2 separate regions of the Drosophila melanogaster genome follow, and region 1 is linked to region 2. The links are chromatin contacts, called in public targeted proximity ligation maps. All regions are on one chromosome and are shown on one strand. The core of a region is the stretch at or near the end of the contact, and the rest is flanking DNA. Distances in the headings are between cores, read along the strand shown. Region 1 holds the start of edin (elevated during infection). Region 2 holds the start of nudC (nudC,).

Region 1 (4,303 bases), core at 1,313-3,812, 690 kb after region 2:
CAGTCCAGACGATTTAAAAAGCTCTAAAAAGTATAATCAAAAGTATATATAAACATATATTTATGCAAAAGTAAAAAAACAGGTTCATATATGCCTAATTCAAAAACTACACAATTAATATTCAAAGAAATATTTGCTAATACATCGATAGAAAGTTATTTCATCGGGGGTTTCTTAAGATATAAGAAAAAATCCATTTGTGAGCATCAATTTACGTGCTGAACTCATAAATAAAACACTAATTTGTGTAGCCTAATTTTAGATATTCCGCAGATAAGCAAACTATTTTTAACCAAAGTTTTAATAATCTAATCAACTCTAAATGACATATATCTATTTATAGAATTATAAAACTGTTTATGTCCTTGAATATAAATGAATTTTGACGAATTCACCATGGAACTGGGTCGATTGCTTTCTTGAGAAATTTCTCAAATTGAATTCTTTAAATTTAAGAGGGACTCTGGAGTTCGCTGTGGCCAACTGATATTACCGCCCTTGTCCCTCTTCTCGCTCATTGTAATCTGCATTTTCCTCCTTCCTTTGTTGACAAAGCTGAAGAGCAAAAAAAAAACCACACAAAAAGGGGCAGCCGCAAAAAGTTGACCATTTGCGATTTCGGCACACAGTATTTTACGGCTCTGTCGTCATATTTTTTGGCAAATAAATCTTTTTAAAACAACAAGCGAAACACAGTCACATATGTACATAAGAGCGACGGATATACAATATATACAATTATATGTATATATACGAGTATAAACGCATTTGTCTATATAAAATCGTATCATCGCCGCATATATAATTTATTTTGAAAGCGTGCGTACGCCACGCATTTTTTGCCGCCCTGTTTTTTTTTTTTGTTTTTTTTTTGTGCCTAGACAAATGGATGTCCAAGGGGCAGACACAGCGATATATTCCATATAGACTTTCTTTCATTCAATGAATTTTGATATTTTCGGGCTTAATTGTTTTTTCCAGCTGAGAGCTGAGAGGCCGCCGAATTCTCGAACAGATCTATAAAATTTTACAATTATGACTCGACAACTTCTTGGCTATCGACACGTGTCGCTGAAGTATTGTATCTTTTCCACCGTGCTTCTTTGCCCATTTCGGTTTCTACTCCGCATTGTGTATACGCCCCGTGGGCGTTGGACTGAGCTTGGTGAGATAAATAGCCACAGGTGACAAAAGATGTAAATGCACAACTTGATATTCAATAGATAAGGCGGCAGCAGTCCGCTGAAGTAAATGAAAGAAACACGGAGCCGCAGAAGCGCTACGTACCCATGCAAAAACTTTCACCCGCAAATGATCTAGGGGCCGAAAGAAAGACTTTCGCATCGGAATCGCGAGCGAGCGAGCGAGCAAGCTAGCGAGCGGTACGCACATCTAATTACCGCACTCGAAATGTGATTAGAAATCAGTTCTCGTCGCCAAAAAAAAAAATTGAGAGAGTGCCGCAGCACTCGGCAGAATTTCATAGTACCAGAGTACAATACTTTCACAATCACTCGAATTCAAGTTCACGGCGAGGTTTGCAAGGGTTTCGGCAGTGATTAGAACTTGATATGTATGTATATGCTTGTGTTTATATACACATGTATGTATGTATATATGTATTCACCGATTCAGTACTAATCGGTGACGCCGCGCTGATAACTAATACGAAAAGCGTACGATCTATTGAGTCCATAGTGAATCGTGCGTGGATCGCACGCACGGGAAAACTAAATTTTGATTTCTTCGTTTCTGTGTCAATGAACCCATTTGAACTAAATTCTCTTTTATGATTTTTCTGTCTTTTTTTTTTTACCCAGTGATTTCTTGTGTTTTTTATTGGGAGCTTTCGGCCACGCCGGTGCGTGCGGCGTTATCTCAAAAATGCTGTTGCGTAGGCCGATTCGAATGCGTTTAGAAAAGAAAAGTTATGGGCGAGCGCGCCCCTCTTTTGGCCTGATTAGAAACCCGTCGAAATCAGTCCTAATCAGCTGGGAATTAACATATACTTAGATATATTTGTGTGGATAACGTCGATTCATAGATGAACTAAATAACGATTGTAATAGGAATTGAATTGAATGCTTAGTTTGTGCGTAAGCATTTCATCGCATGTTTCATTTCATAAATAACATCAGCAGAATAGTAATATTAGTTTGCTTAGATACAGATTTTTGTAGTTTCTTCATAAAGTTAGAATGTGTTCAGGTGTTCGTTTTACTAAGAGTAAAAGTAGAGTAGAGTAAAAAACTTAACTTGAGTACAAGATTGACGTTTTTTCTTAACCTAATGATAAAAGTCAGATATTGATTAAATTATTAAAAGGTTTTGAGATTTTTGTGTCATCTTGGACTGTGTGTACCCTACCCTATTGTTGTCATATGGCGCTGATAAGGATCCCCGACCGGGATGAACCTTTAAAAAATCCCCGTTGGGTTGATAAGAAACAATGGGATGACAAGTAGTAGTCCCCGTTGAGGTGAATCCCTTTAGGAAGCTCATTGCTCCTATAAAACCGCAGACCATTTCTATGCTTCTCATCACTCTGATTTAAACCATTAGCCAGCAAAGATGTTCTCCAACAAGTGCGGAATACTGATCCTCGTGTCCTGCTGTCTGGTGACAATAGTGGCCTCCTATCGTCAACCATATCCCGAGGAGTTCCAGACCAGTCCAGAGCAGCTGCTCCAAGTGGCACCCTTGGTACGCCGTGCTCGATCGCCTGAGGGAGGATCCGTGGTCGTAACCGCCAGCAAGGACAACCAAGTGGGTCGGGAGGCTAGTGTTCAGTACAACCACAATCTGTATAGTAGTGGCGATGGGCGTGGCAGCATCGACGCCTACGCCCAGGCCAGTCGGAATTTCGACTACAATCGGAACAACTACGAAGGCGGCATTCGGGGCACCTGGCATTTCTGAGCGGGAACAGAAGTATTAAGTTGGTTACAACTTGATTCATGTGAATAAATACGTGTGTTTACCCAAGCGTGCTACTGTTGTTTTCCCATTAGTGACAAATCCTCCTCGGCGGATCCCATCGAAGCCCAAAGATCTTTGCGCCTGACCAAAACAAACAGTAGCCGATGCATCGGCTATTTACCCAAAGTAACTCAACTGAAAAAAACAACAACAGGGGGCAGGCAATTCATCAGACTGAAGTGGAACATACTCTTCATAATAATAAGGGCATCCAAAATCTTGAGAAACTTCAAAGAAGCGATTCGGAATCCTTTTCCAAATTAGTTAAGTTTGGAAATATATTGATGGTTTCCGGTCTCTACTTTTCATTGTCTAAAAATTAGTATCTATTTTAATTATGCAAACTGTTGCAAGTCCGTTACAAGTTGAATGGATGCGTTCGGCGGCATGCTTCTTGTGAAGTGTATGCCAAGAAGTACTAAAAGTCATGAGTCGTTGTCGGGGTCAATGGACTTTTCCTTCGCTGCTGGCGTCGTCGTTGTGTAACCAATAAAAATTGATTCTGTTGCGTGTGTGCCCTGTGGCCGACGGGGGCGCGGCAGGAAGGGGCGGCGAATTACGCACACTGCAACAAACTCACTCGCACACTTGCACACACACGTACAGAGCGGAGGGTCTGCGAATGCAATTGGGGTTGCTGCATTTATCGCTCGATTTCTTGGGGAACTCTTTTGTGAGAACCCGTACTATATCTATGTATATGTATGTATTTGTGTACATATGTACGTATTTGTGTGGGCATGACTAAGGGTAATTACTTTCGCTTTCCGTTTGCTCAGCTGGCAAATCAATAAAAACGGGCAACGCAAGTCAAGAATACGTTAAGTGCTTGACCCCCTTGCACATTTTTCGGGAAAGCCTCGTCGGCCTTTGCCGTGGCAACAAAGGCGTCGTTAATGAAAACCCACGAAAAAGGAAAAGCAATGCCTGGAAAATGACTTTCCATTTTCATTTAACAATAAGCAATCAATTGCAAGTTCATGGCACAGCTAACGATCTATTAGAAGAAAGTAAAAACAAGCAACGAAACTCATGCGAGGCAGAAACAAAAGACCAAAACCGACGAAAAGCGACGCCTACACAGGTACGCCAGGTGAGTTGAGTCCAGGTGAGTTTCCAGGTGAGTGCAGCTGTCAGCTGTTGCAGTTCCAGTTGCTGTCGCTGCTGCCGCCGCTGCTGCTGCCAATCAGTGCGAGCGGGATGGCGATGAAGAGACGAAGACGAAGACGCAGTCGCAGTCTCAGCCTCTCGACTCGACTGGTTTTCATTTTGGCTTGGAAAAACCACACATTGGCATTGCCCCGTTGCCATTTTTAGTGGCAAA
Region 2 (4,116 bases), core at 1,096-3,595:
GGTAGCTTATTATGGCACCGCAGAGAGTCAATAAAACTTGATAATCATGACTTGAATAAAACGCATATCTGCGTTTGTGTGTGCAGAAGCAAAGGTTGTAGTAAAGTCGTATGTTCTTATTATAGAAGAGATAAAATATGCAAAAGAGCCACGTTAAGCCATCAAAGATATATTAGATACTCATGGAAAACCGCAAAAACAAATGCTTAATCACTATGTGTTGATCATGACGCAAGGATAAAAATGGATTTCAAATCTATGAGAGGTTTAAAAACCTTTTCACAACTTCATATCTGTCATCCGGATTGACAACTTATCAATATTCCTATTTAATTTCCTTCAAATTTCCGCCGTTCTAATTGCATAACTTTCCGAGTGCGTCAGACCAATAGATGGCTATTTTCAGAGTTCACAATAATGCTGGCAAAACGGATATATATATGTATCCATAAGAACCAGCCCGCTGACGGTCGGAACATAAATTCCTGCGGAATTATCGATCACGTGTCGAATGGCATTTGCAAATTGTTTTGACATTTCATCCGACTAAGAGAGCAGTTAGTTCGTTTAATTATTTCCTACTAATTGGTGGAGACACCCTGTTCTTAAGTCCGATCCCAAGTCAACGTAAATATTTTCACTTCCATTTCGACAGAAGGAAAGAGGAGAAAAAATAAAGAAACGAAATTGAATATAGCAAACAAGTCTGCAGACTACCAGATGAGAATAGATCGCACAATGGAGGAGCGACCGGATGATACGGAGAGATATGTATATGTAGCCATAGATATAGCCAGCACCATTGCGTTCCATTGGCTCAAAGCCCAAAATGCGACAGCCGCGTGTGGCCCACATCCACAAACATAGGAGAGATATCCGTGCATTACGATAAGTACGCACATCTATAGATATTCAACGCAGATATTATATACTTATGATGTAAACAAGACCAGGCAACAAGTTTCAATAACCCCGAACGCAGAAATAAACAAATAAATTATGCGTCGACAACGTTGCGTGTGGTTAGTACGCTAAGTGATGGGGCATGCCACGGGACCATTATCGTGGGATAATTACAATAGGCGGTCCTAATGGGTGCCAGGATCCCACACAATGACAAGACCATTAGCCCCACCCAAGAACTTTCTTCCGTTGCACAATCTAAAAAAAACGGTGGAAAACCCAACTCCGGTAGCCGCCGACGCTATAAACTTTATTTTCCAGCGATTTACGATATAGCCTAGGCCAAAATTGAAAAGGGGGATCCATTGGGGGGGTGGTTATATTGCCGCTATAAATGCGCATTATCTGACCCGGCTGGGCGCTTATCAGGCAGTCGGGGCCAACTTCATTGGTACCCCCGTTGTTTTATGGCCTCCAACCTGTGCACTTGAGTCAGCTGTGCAAAGTTTTCGCCGCGGATTCCGATTCCGAAAGGGATCACCTCAATTGCTTTAAAAATAGCAACAATTGGTTTTCATTATCGGACGGTCGCGTGTTTAATTAGAGAATCAACTGTGCATCTTGCGGTTGGTTTTTTTATTGCGCCTCGGAATTACGTATTAGTAATTACAATTATGAGAACTTTTTTATCTACACTCACAGCGGGCTCTAGAGCTGATAATTAGCCTTGTTCGAAAGCCCTTATAATAACAAAAAATCAGTCAATTTGCTGATAACTCACTTTAGCTTTGATTAAATGATAAAGATCAATAGATCGAAGGGCCGTTCTTACACTAAAGTAAAATATTTTGGTAACTAATTAAACTTGAACCATTGAAGGTCCAAGTTAAATTTGTATATGATAAGTGCTAATCGATGGTCAATTATCATGGCTTCTATAATCGTGCACTACTGTCAAACATCAAAGGCATTCATGTTTAGATTTCAGATATTAAGAAATTTAATTAAATTAACTTCTTTAAATATGGTTTCAGAAATATTTGGACTTTACTACGTACCAAGCACTTATTCTTATGATTTAGCATTGAAAAGTTTCCAATTGCTCAGTTTATTTTCCCCATAAATTTCTGTCTGTCCGGAGAAATTTATCGCAGCTGCTTGCTATTTATGGCATAGGTGCGGTCCGCTCCCCACCACCGCCCGCTAATTGCGACGGGACTATCGTTTGCAGTCAATAAACAAGCAACATCGCAATTTACATTAGTTTCCAATGACCGTATCTGGTTGGGATGGGATTGCACATTTTGGGTACGTTGCCAGGCCCTCGCAATCCCCCCCAATCTCGCAATGTCTAGATAAACAGAGTTATGTAAATGGAAACCAAGAAAATTGCAGCGGGGAGCGATGGGGTACCGGGTATTGAGTTCTGGTCGCTTCTGTTTGCTATTTGTCATAAGAGAACTCGGGACCGTGCTTATCAGCAATCCACTCAACTACGCATACGTAATCCTCCCTATGAAATATCAATCAGTTCTAACCGCAATTGTTTAAAAGTCAGGAGCACAGAAGCCAAATATACTCACAAGAATTTGCTTAATCAATTTGTGACGGATTTCAGCATATTGTTGGACAGACGCTTTAAATCTAATAATAAATAAACTCATTTAAAAACATAACAAGCAAACATTTATGTCAAAAACATTTTGACGTTTTCGAAAAGCTTTAAAACATGTTCCTTGCAGTTTCTATTGCACATTTAACTGCTGATCAGTGAATTAGTCAATGAATGACAACAGAAAAGGTATTTTTTAGGACACAAATAAAATTTTACTGGTTTTAAAAACTTTTATTTTTTAAGGTTATGGCATCAAGAGTAATCTGATTAATATAATGCTATCATAATTGGTGGAGGCAATAACCATCAATATAACTGATTTAATTTAGAGGCTGCGACGCAATTGAAAAGTTTTCCGTTCGGGAACTCACTGAACCGATAAACCAAACTTGCGGCGCCACCATATTTCAAGCGAGACCGCAAAACATATTTAATTTCAAAGGGGATGCGGAATTTGCTTTGGGGGCATGACTACTTTGCTGACTTTTCAATAAGAATACGAATGTGTTTAGCTTTCATTTTCATCTTCACAAATCTGCGATAAGCCCGAAAAGGGCTCTAAACGCACTCAGCAGCAAAAAGGAGACTTGGTTCACACTTCCGGTAAAATCTCTGACAATCTTTTCTTAAGTCCATTGTCTACGCTTTTTATTTGCTCACTCAGTTTTGCACAATCCTTTTTAAGTGCTGGCACATAAAAACACACACATTAAGCGGTAATAAAACAAAGGCAAGAACGACGTTATCCTTTAAATTCAAGTGCAATTGAATTGTGAAAGCCTTTCTTCGTGCGGGAAAATAGCAAAATGCGGCGTTGATTGCATAACCGTTATGTCAGGAGAGCAAACCGGGCTGAGAGAGCGTACTTGGGGAAGCTGCCACCCCACACTCACCCACGCAGAGAGAAAGTTTAAATGTCAAGGGGCAGTGACGTAGTAAGGCAAACTTCGACGCCCACGTTTATAAATAGAAGGTGGAAAAAAATGTTTTTTTCATGAATATAAAATACAATGTGACAATAAGAACTTTATTCACCTTAAGATGCAGTAAATATACATAAGTGAAATGGATTTTTGTTTAATAATAATCTGTAGCACATTTTTAAGGTGTCAATATATTTTCTCAGTGTAATAAAGGACACTCAAGCACAAATACAGATACACAGTGGCTGTCATTAATTTTGATGCGGCAATTAGGCAGAGCGATTTGCGGCATTCGGTAGCCACAGACTTTCAGCAGTCACTGTTCTCGACGAGAGGGAAATGAAAAAAGATCGGATAAAGGGATGGGCGAGGGCGGTCGGTGGAGCGGCGAGGAAGAAATCACTGCCATGGCCCTTTGAAGCAGAGGAGAACGGAGCTAACCTTACTCTGACCTTGATGCGGAGCGAGCGGGAGAGCAGAGCAGCTGTCTGCATCACAGTACAAGGGGAAGGGGCGGTAAATAGCGAAACAAGATTCACGAATGAAGCACAGCACAGCCCATAAAATAGTCAACGAGCAAGAAGAAGATGAAAGGGGTGGGGGCAACATCAAGAACAGAACTTCGTAGCGGCAAAAAACAAGTACAAGAAGGAGAAGCTTGCGGCAGGGCGGTAA

The links.
Region 1: a contact with region 2 is called in a targeted proximity ligation map of the Kc167 cell line, with 2.4 times the contacts expected there.

What each region holds. Positions count from the first base shown.
Region 1 is chr3L:17,492,318-17,496,620 of dm6, forward strand. edin (elevated during infection) reads left to right here and starts at 2,563. Exons shown (of 1, transcript NM_168735.2): 1 at 2,563-2,983. The coding sequence starts at 2,572. The coding sequence ends at 2,919. All of the region lies in intron 2 of Oatp74D (Organic anion transporting polypeptide 74D), which reads left to right.
Region 2 is chr3L:16,802,649-16,806,764 of dm6, forward strand. nudC (nudC,) reads left to right here and starts at 2,346. Exons shown (of 6, transcript NM_001259876.1): 1 at 2,346-2,704. The region is part of intron 1 of CG9674; the gene reads right to left.